Linked DNA regions of Salmo salar: region 1 is linked to region 2. Evidence: chromatin contacts called from public Hi-C data. All regions are on one chromosome and are shown on one strand. Each heading gives the region's core, a stretch centred on a gene start, on an enhancer-like site or on the middle of the called end of the contact. The rest is flanking DNA. Distances are from core to core; before and after follow the strand shown.

Region 1 (7,682 bases), core at 3,196-5,695, 43 kb before region 2:
CTCCTCGTTGAGACTGAGGTACAGCTGGCTGCAGTCCGACTTGCTCTTGCTGAAGGCCTCTTCCAACTTCTCCAGCTCAGCCATTCTCCTCTGCAGGCACTCAATCTCAGACTTGAGGTCCTGGGTCAAGCTCTCCTCCTCCTCCAGTTTCTCCCGCACCGTACGGCAGAGGTCCTCTGCCTTGCACACCTCCTCGTCCTTGCCTTCAATCTTTAGCAGGCGCTTGCGCAGTCCCTCAACGTCGCCCAGCATGGAGGAGTTGCTGCCCTCTGCCTGGATGATCTTGTCCTGCAGATCGAGCAGCTCATCTTCTGACTTCTGGAGCTTGTTGGTGGCCTCCTCAAGCTCGTCCAGCCGTCGCCCCAGGCTCTGCAGCTTGTGCTGCAGGTGGCGACTCGTTATGTCTTTGTTTTCAGACATTGCAGAGATTATTGCTGTTGTCCTCTTGATGCAAAGGGGAAATTATTTGAACACTTTTTGGGAGGTCCACATTTGTATGGCAATCCTTCTCTGGTTAAAATGTCACAAGCTTATAATGATGGGTTGTGTCCAGTCCCTTTATCCTTTCCCCACAATGTCTTCTCCCTTTTTCCTTTGGTTGGGTCTTATTCCTTCAACTTCCCTCAGCTTGATGGTCAACATGGGTGTCGATCATCTGAGAGAGAAAAAAAGGAACAGAGTTATAACAGAATTCACCACAGTATTGAATTATTACTCACTGACCCAAATGTCATTGAGTATTAGCAAAACTGAAAGTAACTTGAGAAATAACACGTAACAAGTAATTCCCTACATTTTCTACATTCATTAGCAGGCATCACACACTAACATAATTAAGTCCAGTTTGCTGAGATGTAAAAAAGAGGCCTGAATATGGTGAAAGCGTGTAGCTCAGAGAGGGAGAAAGAGCGATAGGGAGAGAGAGAGAGAGAGAGAGAGAAACAGGGAGTGCGAGAGAGACAGTGAGAGGGCTGGTTTGCCTGTAATTGATTTCACAGTTACGCCCGATTACTGCAACACAAACCATGAGAAGAGCTGGGCCCAGACAAATACACAACATAACGCAAAGGACCAGCAGATGGGTGAGAAGAGCAGCAACATAATTCTGCACGTACACACATGCAGGTGCTCATATAGTCAAATGTACACAGTAACCTAGACTGAAGATTAACAAGATCACGACAACCAAACTGACAGACCATGGAAGTTAAAAATATGCTCCAACTGCAATTCTACGAGGATACATTTCACCTTGCCTTCTCTTAAGGACACTGGAGACTGGATGGTAGCATTCAAAAGAACACTACTCCCAACTTCTTGCATCCTGCTGCCTCCAATGTCCCAGCATTGATTTCTCACTGGCGTTTCTGCTGACAGCAACGGCCATAGGGCATTGCTACACACCACTCACGATTAGGACAACATAGATAAAAACAGTCCATATTTCACAGGCAGACCAGGAATATCAGCAGGCGTCCTTTTCTATTGGATGTTCAAACTATAAAATGGGGACATTAGTCCTCAACCTATTACCATTTACAACAGCACTGTTAATATGAAATATGAATATGAAACCTACACAAAACTACTGAACAGGCACCTGGTAACCCCCTGGTGGACTGAACAGGCACCTGGTAATGGTAACCCTCTCTGATGATGGTAATGCGGAACATTAACACAAAGAACCAGCTTGTCAGGCAGCACGTCATGTATAAATCTAATCGTTGATGCTTTCCTCCTATGCATGACTCAGGTGCTTGTCTAAAACCATATCCCCTCCCCCACTGGGAATATCGAACTAGGAGCGGACGTCATCTGCGCACACAATCACTTATCGACTCCACAGAACCCACATCCATACCTTTCCTTTGCGCCCCCTCCTCCCGATTCAATTAGCCTTTCTAAAAGCACAGCTGTTCCTAACAGTAAGGGAGCCAGAAGGAAAGTGATATGTCAAAATAAGAGGGCTGAACTTAGTAGTAGAGAAAAATGAATACTAGAGGGATTGAGTTTGTGAATCCCACAAGGTCAATGACGAAAACCCGTGAATGCCTTTTATCCAACAAACTAGTCATCACACTACAATAACCCTTAGGAGTAACACTCTTAGGCCTAACTTGAATCCTTCCATCTGTCTTTTGAATGTTGGCTTACTGTAAAACGTATTAAAAAAGGCCCATTTCAACAGAGACCAATTTTTTTTCTCATTTTGTGTAATGCTCCACAACCACTCCGCCCACATTTCATTAAATGGCTTGTTCCAACATTCCCATAGTGTAAATATGGCAATGATTATTTCATAAAACATCACATTTTAAAATCAAAGCATTTCGCTACCGAGGTTTAATTATTCTCCTCTTTCATGAGGTCTGGCGGTTTTGTAATCTTTTAGGGATTGTTGGGAGTCTATAAAATAATTTTAGCTTTCAAATTGAAAATAAGGCACAACGTATTAGCAAGGGTTCCGAGAACTGCCTGTCCTGTGCCAAAACACCTTATGAAATAAAACAAATTTACTCTCATTTAACATTACCTGTTAAGTCTGGTATTCACTGATGCCATTCCCTCTTGAGCATCTCTCATAAAGTCAAGTCTCTCGGGTCAGGACAGATGAAAGTAATCCGATCTCGGTCCAGGCCTGGTCCAAATGGCCCCAGGGGCCGGACTCCCATCTTGGCAGTCGCGCGTGCTCGCCCCCCCAATCGCGGTGCCAGGTCGGTCCCTGCCTCCTCTCTTAGACACGCATGCCAACCGTGCCAGCGAAAGACTTCAGAACCAGCAGTGCGTGCAAAGCGACTCTGACACGGCGACCTCTGCCAAGGCAATCAACATACCTACGCTCATCAGAGCCATGGCCTCATTAGCTGCATCATGCCAGTCCAATGGAGGGGCAAAGAAATGAGTCTCAGGCACAACGTGAAACCACAAGACTGCACACCCCTGGGTACCCACGAGGAACGAGAGGAGCTACACCCTTTCATATGTTGGCTTCTCTAGATGCCTGTGCCAAATGCCAAGCATTCTAAATGATTGCTCGAATGTTATCACAAAAAGTGTCTTCATTATCATGGCACAATGCCACAGGTGTGGAGTTGTTTGGGCAAGAACAGGTTTGGAAGGAGGTGGTGGTGAGACAAAGGAACACCCCATTTCATTTCCGAGAAAACTTTGCTGTGTTTGTCGATTATGAAAAACCTGGAGGGGGGCAGCGACAAATGCCAGTATTCCTGAGCACATTCCTCACAAATGTGTCTGTTCAGAACCAACCAAAGCACTGCAGCAAGAGGGATGGGCGCCTGTGAGGGACAGACAGAACGAGCATCCTTACTGTGCCGGGCATTTGATTGACAGAGTCATTTCCGGTCAATGTATCGACATTGACCGGAAATGCATTCTCACAACCCTTCTAGAAAAACATGTCCAGAACTTGCTTCTCTACTGTACTCTGCACCGTGAACAACAGAGGAAAAAGGAAAAAAGTTGAAAATAGGTCACCTGTACTCAGCTCCCGCTTAGGCTCCCTCCATTTCCTAAAATCTGGAGGGGAAGTGCATAACTTATCATCTCACCTCCTTTTTAACTCTAATTACTGTCATTGAGATGAATAAGGTCACGGCATGGGAGCTATGGGGAAGGGGGCACCGAGCAACTGCCAAAAAGCCCTTCAGCGGGTGGTGAAGATGGCCCAGTACATCACTAGGGCAATTTTCTAACCAATACAAGACCGTCTCAGCATCATCAAGGAACCTACACAACCCAGCCACAAGCATTTTGCTACATACGCAATAACATCTGCTAAATACGTGTGACCAAATGCTTTATTTTATTTGTTCACTCCCTTACCGTCGGGCAGATGGTATCGGAGCATGAGGTCTGATAGAAACTGTCTCCGAGCCTGTTGGTATCTACAAGACTGCTGAACACTTGAACTGGACTGACCATCTGCACTGACTCTCCACTACAAGCTCTCACAGTCTCAGATCAAAATTAGATGTTCATCCATGTTTCTCAAAACGTTAAATTTATTCCAAATTTCAAAGTGTTTAAGTTCAGACATTAACTCTGAATGTTTAAGGTTATGTTTGGGCATTAATGCCTAACCTTAAAAATTTGGAGTTAACTCCAAAATGGTTAACTTTCTATATGCTGGATTTGAACATGCTACCTTTGGAATCAGAGGCGGCTGCTTACACCCAAAAGTGAAAACAAGCCAGTGAGTACAAGAGTGAGGGAACAGGACAGAGAGATTATAAAAGATAGAATTGGGGAGTAGAAAACACACAAGAAACCGAAACTGGAGGAGCAAGAGAGCGTCATCAAGACCAGGAAAGGGACAGAGAAAAAAAGTGAGAGGAGTAGTGAGAGACGAGTGAGAGAGAGGGGCCAGATCGGGTACTGCCGCCAATGACGCCAAAGCGTTTTGGAAGAGAAAGCACTCCCAGCCACCGGTGAACTAAAGTGGGCCGCTGTGCTGTACCAAGGTTACAATCATGCACCATATCATTAGGGCCTTAGCTACTCTTCCTGCCTGCAGCTCCCAGTACATTCTGTTCCCTCCATGAAAGAGGGAAGAATAGAAAGAGAAAAAAAGGACAACTTTCTCCTGCACTTGAAGTAGGGTTGCAGAATTCCGGGAACTTTCAATAAATTCTTTGGTTTTCTAGAAATCCTGGTTGGAGGATCCAGATTCCCTGGTTATTCCCTCCTGATTCCGGGATCCTCCAACCAGGATTTTGGGCAAACCAGGGAATTTATTGAAAGTTTCTTGAATAGTGCAACCTTATTTGGAAGTCTAGACTCGGGTTCTTATTCCTCGTAAACATTTGTTAATAACCGTCGGCTCGGTGCCCCTTGCCAATGACAATGGCTTCAACCTCATCTTTAGATGGTCTGTCTGTCTCTGTGTCTGTAATATTAGCTTAGACACTGAGGACTCAAACTGTGGGCCTCTTGGCTGTCCTCAGTTGTGCTTCTGGATACTGGCAGGCCAGCGGAAGCCACAAGATGGCGGCAACCTGATGCCTGTGCTGCATTTTTTTTGTTTTTCCAAGAAAGAAAACCATCCTATAATGTTCGGTTCTGTCGTTTCCTGTCATGTCACTTTTCCTTGCTTTCTTTTTTTGTGGCAAAAAAATGTTAAATAAATGAAAGGAAGTTTGACGTTTCAATAGAGCCACAACTCAAACTGAAAGCCTGTAGTAGCAGTTCATAAAAGGGAACTGAAATTGGACAACAAAAACTAAATACATGTTCTTTGCTTTCCTTCTTGAGAAATGGGAGAAATGACTGCTTAGTATGAGTAAAGAAATGTGGTGTAATACTGTGTAAACAAAATGTCGCTCAAGAATGTTGATACTTAAGTAAATTTAGTCTGACCACATAGCAACATGGCGACAAAGCAGATGCCCCTTTCTGGGTTGACATCAATACCAACTCAGGTGTTTAATTGCAAGCTTTCTGTCAAGTCTTTGTGGCTTTCTCATACCCTACTGGAAATCCAAGATGTTTCTGTGAATGAGCCAAATACTTAACTATGTTTTTCTGTCCCTGGTTATATGCCAGGTTAACTAAAGGATGGACCAACAGACAGAATAAAACAAACTTGATGGACCTGAAAATCAATGACAAATCAACCATGTTTACTTCTTTCCTTCCTGGTAAAATCAAGACTTGATAACAGCCTGTAGGTGGGACAAGAGTGGACACGTCCCTTAACGATATTGATTGCGCAATGTCAGCAATTGTTACAACTGCAATGTTGCAGTTAGGGCTGTAATGATTATGGAATTTTAGGTAATGATTAATTGTCATGCAAATAGCCACGGTTATTAATTGTAAAAACATGTTTTGAGCTATGACATACCTAATGAATCCAACAACTTTAGTGACACACCAGTCTCAGAAATGAATGGTTTTAAGCTTCTCCTCCTGACCATGCACGTTCTGCCCATAAAAGGATCAAATTTACCCACTTCATATAGAAGTGAAAAACTGCCAATGGGTAAACTATATCTACTTGAATATAAAGTTCAATCCCTCTTCTATTAAAACAAATGCATTAAGAGGATTGTTTTAAGTTCCCGGTTATAGTCCATAATTATTGTTTACGCGGTTACACAATAATTGTGCCAGCCTTAGTTACAGTATTCGCTTTGCCTTTTCAGAGGAAAAAAAAAGTACAAAATAAGTTCTCCTTTCACATCGTCACAGGTCCGTCCGTGCTACAGACCAATGCAGAATCAAAGAAATAAAAAGACACAAAAACAGCCTGGTGAAGTCCTTACATGGTTATAATGATCAGGGATGAAATGTATTTGCCCCAGGCTCATCACTCCCCTCCAAAACCTCCCCAGCAAAACAGAGCCTTTTCTGGGTCCCACAAATCTGGGTATGCAGCCTCCCTGCTGTGTTCCATGTCTATGGCCAAGGCCCAGGCACAGATACACCCAGGCCCTGCCTCCATCTGCCAGCAGCATATCACTCACAGAGACAGACATTGAGTAAAAGCAGGAGAGTGAGCGACAGAGGCGGGTAAGAAATGGAGCAAAAGAGAAAGCAAAAGAGAGATGAAAACAGAGTGTATGTACAGGGGAGCTTTGGAGAGGGGGTTTACGGGGGATTTATAACAAGAGCCACGTCAGCTTTCATGCCAGAGATTATTCTGTCCCTCCAAAATGTACGACCTGATTAAGGTCATGACTTTAAACAGCACCAATATAACTCAGAGTCCCTAGCAGCACGGCTGGCAACTGAACAGAAACAATATTAGCCATCAAAAGACAGAACCAAAACATTATCCTGTTGCTAGCTAGCCCTCTGGCAGTAGAAGACCATCGAGGAAGAAAGTGTTGTTTTCTCTAACCTGTTGGGGCTAGGGGGCAGTATTTGCACGCCCGGATAAAAAAAACGTACCCGATTTAATCTGGTTACTACTCCTGCCCAGTAACTAGAATATGCATATAATTAGTAGATTTGGATAGAAAACACTAAAGTTTCTAAAACTGTTTGAATGGTGTCTGAGTATAACAGAACTCATATGGCAGGCCAAAACCTGAGAAGATTCCATGCAGGAAGTGGAAATCTGATTTGTGGAATCACCTTCAACACTTTGCCTATGTAACACACTGTGAGTTAGGATTCATTTAGCACTTCCTAAGGCTTCCACTAGATGTCAACAGTCTTTACAAAGTGGTTTGAGCCTTCTATGGTAGAAACTGACCGAAAGATAGGCTTGGAAAGTTGGTCATAGAGGGAGGGCCATTACTACTATGACGCGGGCGCCCATGGGAACCCTTTTGTTCTGAAACGTTTAGTAACACAATGCAATCGTCCGCCTTGAATATTATTGAAGCTCTGATTGAAAAAGGCACTAAAGATTTATGTTATACAACGTTTGACATGTTTGAACGAATGTAAATATATATTTTTTTGCACATTCGTGACGACAAGTCCGGTGCGCCTCGTACATTATGAGTAGCCTTCGGAACGCGCTAACAAGGAGCTATTGGGACATAAATGATTAACTTTTTCAAACAAAACTACATTTGTTGTGGACCTGGGATTCCTGGAAGTGCCTTCTGATAAAGAATCAAAGGTAAGGGAATATTTACAATAGTATATTTGATTTTAGATGGTTCCAAGATGGCGCTAACCTGTATCGCCTAGCCTATTTTTCTGAGCAT
Region 2 (7,408 bases), core at 1,715-4,214:
CCGTCCACATGGCCAACACTTCCACATGGCCAACACTTCCACATGGCCAACACTTCCACATGGCCAACACGTCCACACAGACAGGATATGAAGGGATTGCAATCCAAGTGTGAAGCTTGCTTTGTTTGGCATTGTAACCTCTCAATGGTTTGGCACAAAGGCGTAAAATGGCCTTTTCCTTGGCTGGAAGCAGCTTCTATCGACAATATTAATGACCATGTACTTCTGAATCCTACTAAGGCAGAAATGGATAGGTTATTCCCCTGTATGCACAAATAGTGAGTCTCCAATGTATGTAGCTGTGCCTATCTCGCAGTCCAACTAGCTTGTACTTGTGTTTCCACCATCAGAAGGGGTGGAAGCAGTAGCAGAGTTAGTAGCTGGCTCTGGGACTTACTGGAAAGCCAGCAGTGATTTGCCTTCATGTCTGAAACAGGTCCCCTCTATCTTTCTCCCTAGCTCCATTTATATCCCACGGGCCCAACCTGCCAGATTACTACTCCACACTGCTGCTGCTACTACTACTACTGCTCCTGTTCACCCACACACACATCAACACAGTCATGAAGAAGGCACGACAATGCCTCTTCAGGAGGCTGAAAAGATTTGGCATGGGCCCTCAGACCCCCCCCAAAAGTTCTACAGCTGCACCATTGAGAGCATCTTGACTGGCTGGATCACCGCTTGGTATCGCAACTGCTTGGCATCCGACAGCAAGGCGCTACAGAAGGTAGTGCCTTTGGCCCAGTATGTCACTGGGGACGAGCTACCTGCCATCCAGGACCTCTATACCAGGCGGTTATTATCTTTCTATTTCTCTCTCTGGATTGTCGGGAAGGGCCCGTAAGTAAGCATTTCCCTGTTAGTCTACACCTGTTGTTTACCAAGCATGTGACCAATAAAATGTGATGTTCAGACTCAGCTCAGCATTTCATTGCTTTGACACTGGGCTATGTACACATACAGAACAAACCTTCACAGGTACTGAGTCAAACACCCCTGCCATTACACACACACACCTTATAGCCGAGATCCTTTTAATGTGTGAATTCGGATAGCCACACTTGTGTTGCTATCATGTTGGTGCTAGCAAGCATGTTAGGTAGTGCTAGGTATCAATAGCCAATCCAGTATGGGTTGAAAACTACAGTGAGCTCCGATTGGTCAATAGCAAAGCAAAGTCAGAGTATTTGCATAAAGTTCAGCTTTCCCCAGTTTTGGTCCCTCCCTGTTCACTTCTCTCGCCCATGCTCACGCCCAATGGTTGTTTCGTCACCCCCAACATGATTTGTGGATCTCAGCTGTTTCACCGGAAATCCACCTAGAACGTTGGGGCAATGAAACAACGGAGCCAACAACTGAAGCAAAGTGGGCGGGAGACCATTGGGCGACGGAATGTGAAAAGAGTGGGACCAAAATTGGGGAAAGCTGGACTTTATGCAAATACTCTGCGACATCATGTTGCTATTGACCAAACAAAGCTCACTGTAATTTCCAGCCCCTACTGGCTTGGCTGTAGATACCTAGCACTACCTGACCTGCTTCCACGCACCAACATGAGGCAACAGGAGGGCAAATCAAGCTTGACTATCCAAATGTACTGTGTTAAAAGGATTCTCAGCCATTAGGTGTTCACTTTGATGAGACCTGCAGATTTCTGTAACACTGCCCAATTTCCATATTGGTGCAGTGAAATTAAAACTAGCTATCTTTGGGGAAACTCCCTTCCCATGTCAAGTGGATCTTTGCCTTGATTGTTGGCATTATTTTTGCAATCTCCAATTGTATCAGGCTGTTCATTCCCTGCTGTATTCACAATTTCAGCATTGACCTAAATGCATTTGATGATTTATCCATAGAGATCAAGTTGAAGGACCTTACCCATGGCTGTGTCAACACAGACTACCTGGGAGCCAGCTAAAAGATTATCTGTCAAGTATCAATATAGAAAGGGTTTTTACTGCCATCTTGCAATCGTTATTTACCTTGACAGTTGACCTGTAAAAAAAGCGGCCTACTTTAGGCTACTAAATATTTAAGGTGACAGTGGACTGTGTAGTTGACTAAGAAAAAAAGTGGACTTTTTCGATTTGTGTTAAGGTGGGTGGTTAATAGTGTTGCGAATTCATTTCAAGAAATCGTTCTATCGGGATACATTGTTCTCGAGGAAAACATAAAATGTCCAGTTCAGAAACCCCCAACATACCGTCCAGATAGCGGTAACGTTACGTCGCCACTGAACGCAAAAGTAGCCTAGCTATTCGTAATATTTTGAAACGGTCAACTAGCTAGCTACGAACGAGGAAAAATTCAAACTGTTACACAATTTAGCCACCTGGCCGCTCAGCAGGACACAACGTTGTAGAAAGTTCAGACAGTAATATGCAAATACCTGGCTATGGAAATATGTACCACTGGACAAACATGTTTGACTTGATGAATATGGAATCACGTCAGTTCTATTCGTCGTTATATTTTATTTCTGCAACATTCCACCCCGTTTTCCTACTGAACGTGGCCCAGGTTTTTAACCGCAGTCTGGTGTTTCGTGGAGGCTTCCTTTTGGCTGCGCCAGCAGAAGAGCAGGGGGAGGAGGGGTCAAAACTTGCCGCAGTTCGGAGTCTTCCCGTGTCGAACTCAGGAAGTTACAGCATCCTAGCACAGTTAAATGTTTCCATATAGTAATATGTGTAGTTTTACATTGATCAAAACAATAGCTAGTTCACCTACCTTGCGATGAGAGAATCTGCGATAGTCCCCAAATTCATTCGGTTAGTGCCGATAAGATGACTAGGTTTGAACCAAAGACACAAGTTATTTCTGGTACACCAGCGGGAGAAAGCTTTTTTTCCTACTTAACTGCGTTCGTTGTTTCTTCCCTCTATTCCCCGCCTGAGCTGTAGGATCAAACCAACACATTCCACCTTGTCCCTAACAATGAAAAAGGTGGGTTTTCCTTTGCGCCGGATGACCCACCCCTTGTGTGACGAGTCTGGGTCTGACCGCAGCAAGAACGCCCTACCCTGCTGTAGAGTCCCGCCTCTCATGGACGTAGAACGAAACATGTCGAATTCAGAGAGAAAATGACATGAGCCTCGGAATATTAGAGCGTAGGTTTCCGCACATTGCAATGACCTAAAAAAAGAATGTCAGAGCAGTAAAGAGAATGTAACCTAAGGAAGTCAGCCGTTTCAGAAAACTTTGCAGAAAAAACTTGACTGAATTTGGCCTGTCAATGGACAATATGGTATATCATATAATAAAACAATTTATTTTATGAAAGGATACAAATATTTGTATCTGGTTTTTGGGAAGAGGATTAGGCTGTTTCCATAAATAGGGTCCCTTAGGTCCCTATGTAATAACTCCCCCTGTACTGGCTAATATCTCACAGCAAGTTGTTGCAGTACAGGGCAGCATGTAGCCTAGCGGTTAGTCTGTCAGGCCAGTAACCGGAAGGTCACTGGTTTGAATACCTGTCGATGTGCCCTTGAGCAAGGCACTTACTCCTAATTTGCTCCAGGGGCACCGTAATAATATGGCTGACCCTGTAAAACAACACATTTCACTGCACATATTTGGTATATGTGACAATAAAACACACACACATATATATATATATATATATATATATATATATATATATACAGTACCAGTCAAAAGTTTGGACACACCTACTCATTTAAGGATTTTCTTTATTTTTACTATTTTCTACATTGTAGAATAATAGTGAAGACACAACTATGAAATAACACATATGGAATCATGTAGTACCCAAAAAAGTGTTAAACAAATCTATCTTCAAAATAGCCACCTTTTGCTTTGATGACAGCTTTGCACAAGCTTGGCATTCTCTCAACCAGCTTCATGAGGTAGTCACCTGGAATGCATTTCAATTAACAGGTGTGCCTTGTTAAAGTTAATTTGTGGAATTTCTTTCCTTTTTAATGTGTTTGACCCAATCAGTTGTGTTGTGACAAGGTAGGGGTGGTACACAGAAGATAGCCCTATTTGGTAAAAGACCAAGTCCATATTATGGCAAGAACAGCTCAAATAAGCAAAGAGAAACGACAGTCCATCATTACTTTAAGACATGAAGGTCAGTTAATGCAGAGAATTTCAATAACTTTTTGCAGTTGCAAAAACCATCAAGCGCTATGATGAAACTGGCTCTCATGAGGACCGCCACAAGAAAGAAAGACCCAGAGTTACCTCTGCTGCAGAGGATAAGTTCATGGTCTTCATGGTCGAATTGCTGTAAAGAAACCACTACTAAAGGACATCAATAATAAGAAGAGACTTGCTTGGGCCAAGAAACACAAGCAATGGACATTAGACCGATGGAAATCTGTCCTTTGGTCTGATGAGTCCAACTTTGAGATTTTCCAACCGTCGTGTCTTTGTGAGATGTAGAATAGGTGAACGGATGATCTCCGCATGTGTGGTTCCCACCATGAAGCATGGAGGAGGAGGTGTGATGGTTTGGGGGTGTTTTGCCTGTGACACTGTCTGTGATATATTTAGAATTCAAGGCACACTTAACCAGCATGGCTACCACAGCACTCTGCAGCGATACGCCATCCCATCTAGTTTGCGCTTAGTGGGACTATAATTTGTTTTTCAACAGGACAATGACCCAAAACACACCTCCAGGCTGTGTAAGGGCTATTTGACCAAGAAGGAGTGTGATGGTGCTGCATCAGATGACCTGGCCTCCACAATCACCCGGCCTTAACCCAAATGAGATGGTTTGGGATGAGTTGGACTGCAGAGTGAAGGAAAAGCAGCCAACAGGTGCACAGCATATGTGGGAACTCCTTCAAACTGTTGGAAAAGCATTCCAGGTGAAGCTGGTTGAGAGAATGCCAAGAGTGTGCAAATTTGTCATCAAGGCAAAGGATGGCTACTTTGAAGAATCTAAAATATATTTTGATTTCTTTAACACTTTTTTTGGTTACTACATGATTCCATATGTGTTATTTCATAGTTTTGATGTATTCACTCTTATTTTACAATGTAGAAAATAGTAAAAATAAAGAAAAACCCTTGAATGAGTAGGTATGTTCAAACGTTTGACTGGTACTGTATCTATATATTTATTTACAGTGCTAAGCAATCTGGACCCAAAAGAGGACCATGGAGAGTATGGAACTACATGTAGTTCAACTAGTAATTTAACTACATTTTGCAGTAGCTTGGTGGTAGCTGAACTAAATGTTTATCTTTGTAGTGTTTTCAGTAGTTTATTACTTTTTAGCCATGTAGCTGTGTAGCTAACTACACACTACTTTTTTAGCGAAAAGAAAAGAACGGGGTTCACAGGGTGACAGATAAGTTAGCACTCCCTTCCTCTATGTGCAGTCATGAGTCTAAATACAAGATTTGGAGTGAATCTGACGTATGGTTCATGAGGAGAAGATGATTTTCAGCATTAGCGTTACACATGCAAAGAATGCATATAGTTTCCTTTTTTTTATGAGATTGCAATACCACATTCAGTGTGGTTTATCTTCGGGAAGTCCATGAAAGCGATCACAAGTTTCAAGTTGATAGGCCACTGTTGAGTGGATTTACAGAGGTTTAAAAGAACATATAAAATCAGATTTTCTGATTTGTCAATAACTCTGCCATCTTTTGACCAATCCCAAACTAATCTAAGACATGTACCATGGGCCTACATTCCAAAGTTGGTGTCATTTGCGCCTATGGTTCATGAGAAGAAGATTGTTCAAGTATTTTTAGCATATTAGCGTATGTGCTAATAAACATCTACTGGTATAGTGTGGCCATTTTTGAATGCATCAACATTATTTTTTTAAACTCTTAAGGGACTATTTTGATGAGTCCAAAGACCACATTTTGGGGGGAATCTTAATTTTAGTCCATGAGAAGAAGATTTAAAAAAGTTTTGTAGCACCATTTCTCAATGCCAGAAACGTATATAATAGTAACTTAGAGCACCACAAGAAAACATTCCCAAATTACAAACATTATGATGTTGTTGTAAAAGTTGGGTTTGAGGTTTTCTTCAAATCAGCTCTAACTTCAGAAACAATCCCACAACGCCCCTCGGTCAGCATCACACAATAAAATGTAAAAAAAAAAAAAGAAAGTGGGATACATTTGTGTGAATGAGGCGGGCAAATGGGGTATCTACTCATCAATCTGCAGGGCACATTTCATGCTTGAGAACTTCAACATTAATTAACAATGGAAGGAGGGCTTCAGCAAGAAGTTGCTTCTCAAAGTGGATGCTGTCATATTATAAATAGTGCAAGCCTATGGGAAAGAGTAGTTTTGGTCATATATATATACATATATATATATATACATATATACATATATACATATATATACATATATATGTATATATATGTATATATATATGTATATATATATATGTATATATATATATATATGTATGTATGTATATATATGTATGTATATATATATATATATATATATATGTATGTATGTATGTATGTATGTATGTATGTATGTATGTATGTGTGTGTGTATGTGTGTGTGTATGTATGTATGTATGTATATATATATATATATATATATATATATATATATGTTCTTGTTGCAATACCACATTCAATATATATATATATATATATATATATATATATATATATATATATATATATATATATATAATATGTATATATAAAAGAAAGCTCAAGAAATATATCTTATTTTTTTGACATATTTAGTCACAAAACCACCTCCAGACCTTCATTCTATTTTTAAAACCGTTATTGGTTACCTTCAGAGGAGGGCGTAACACTTGTGGGGGTTGTAGAGCAAAAACATAGAATACCATTGTGGGGCGGTGGTTAGAGTGTTGGGCCAGTAACCGAAAGGTTGCTAGATTGAATCCCCGAGCTGACTAGGTAAAAATCTGTCGTTCTGCTCCTGAACAAGGCAGTTAACCCAATGTTCCTAGGCCGTCATTGTAAATAAGAATTTGTTCTTAACTGACTTGCCTAGTTAAAACCTGTTTAGGATAGGGGGCAGTATTTTCACGGCCGGATAAAAAACTTACCCGATTTAAACTGGTTACTAACCTTGCCCAGAAACGAGAATATGCATATTATCAGTAGATTTGGATAGAAAACACTCTGAAGTTTCTAAAACTGTTTGAATGGTGTCTGTGAGTATAACAGAACTCATATGGCAGGCAAAAACCTGAGAAAATTCCAAGCAGGAAGTGGCCTGTCTGAGAATTTGTAGTTCTTCTTTTGATTCTCTATCGAAACTACAGTATCTGTGGGGTTACGTAGCACTTTCTAAGGCTTCCATTGGCAGTCTAAAGCCTTCAGAAAGCGGATTGAGCCGTCTCCTGTCTCTGGGCAGAGTATAGTAGCTGAGTTTCTCAGTGGTCTGCCTGGGGACAAAGAGA

What was found. A called contact is a pair of places that touch in the nucleus more often than the background predicts.
Region 1: a Hi-C map of gill shows a contact between it and region 2, with 2.1 times the contacts expected there. The contact joins the enhancer-like site here to the promoter of LOC106562166 in region 2. A contact is called at or near these places in 2 of 3 Hi-C or Micro-C datasets (gill and muscle).

What each region holds. Positions count from the first base shown.
Region 1 is chrssa01:12,912,659-12,920,340 of Ssal_v3.1, reverse strand. LOC106562166 (leucine zipper protein 1) reads right to left here. Exons shown (of 4, transcript XM_014126884.2): 2 at 1-655. The coding sequence starts at 420. Among protein-coding and RNA genes, the nearest start is that of LOC106562166, 44 kb to the right of the region's middle. Within about 2 kb of position 4,445, at least 2 of the 13 cell types and tissues checked have an H3K27ac peak or open chromatin away from gene starts, as enhancers often do. A contact at or near this core is called in gill, where this site is marked.
Region 2 is chrssa01:12,868,469-12,875,876 of Ssal_v3.1, reverse strand. LOC106562166 (leucine zipper protein 1) reads right to left here and starts at 2,964. Exons shown (of 4, transcript XM_014126884.2): 1 at 2,731-2,964.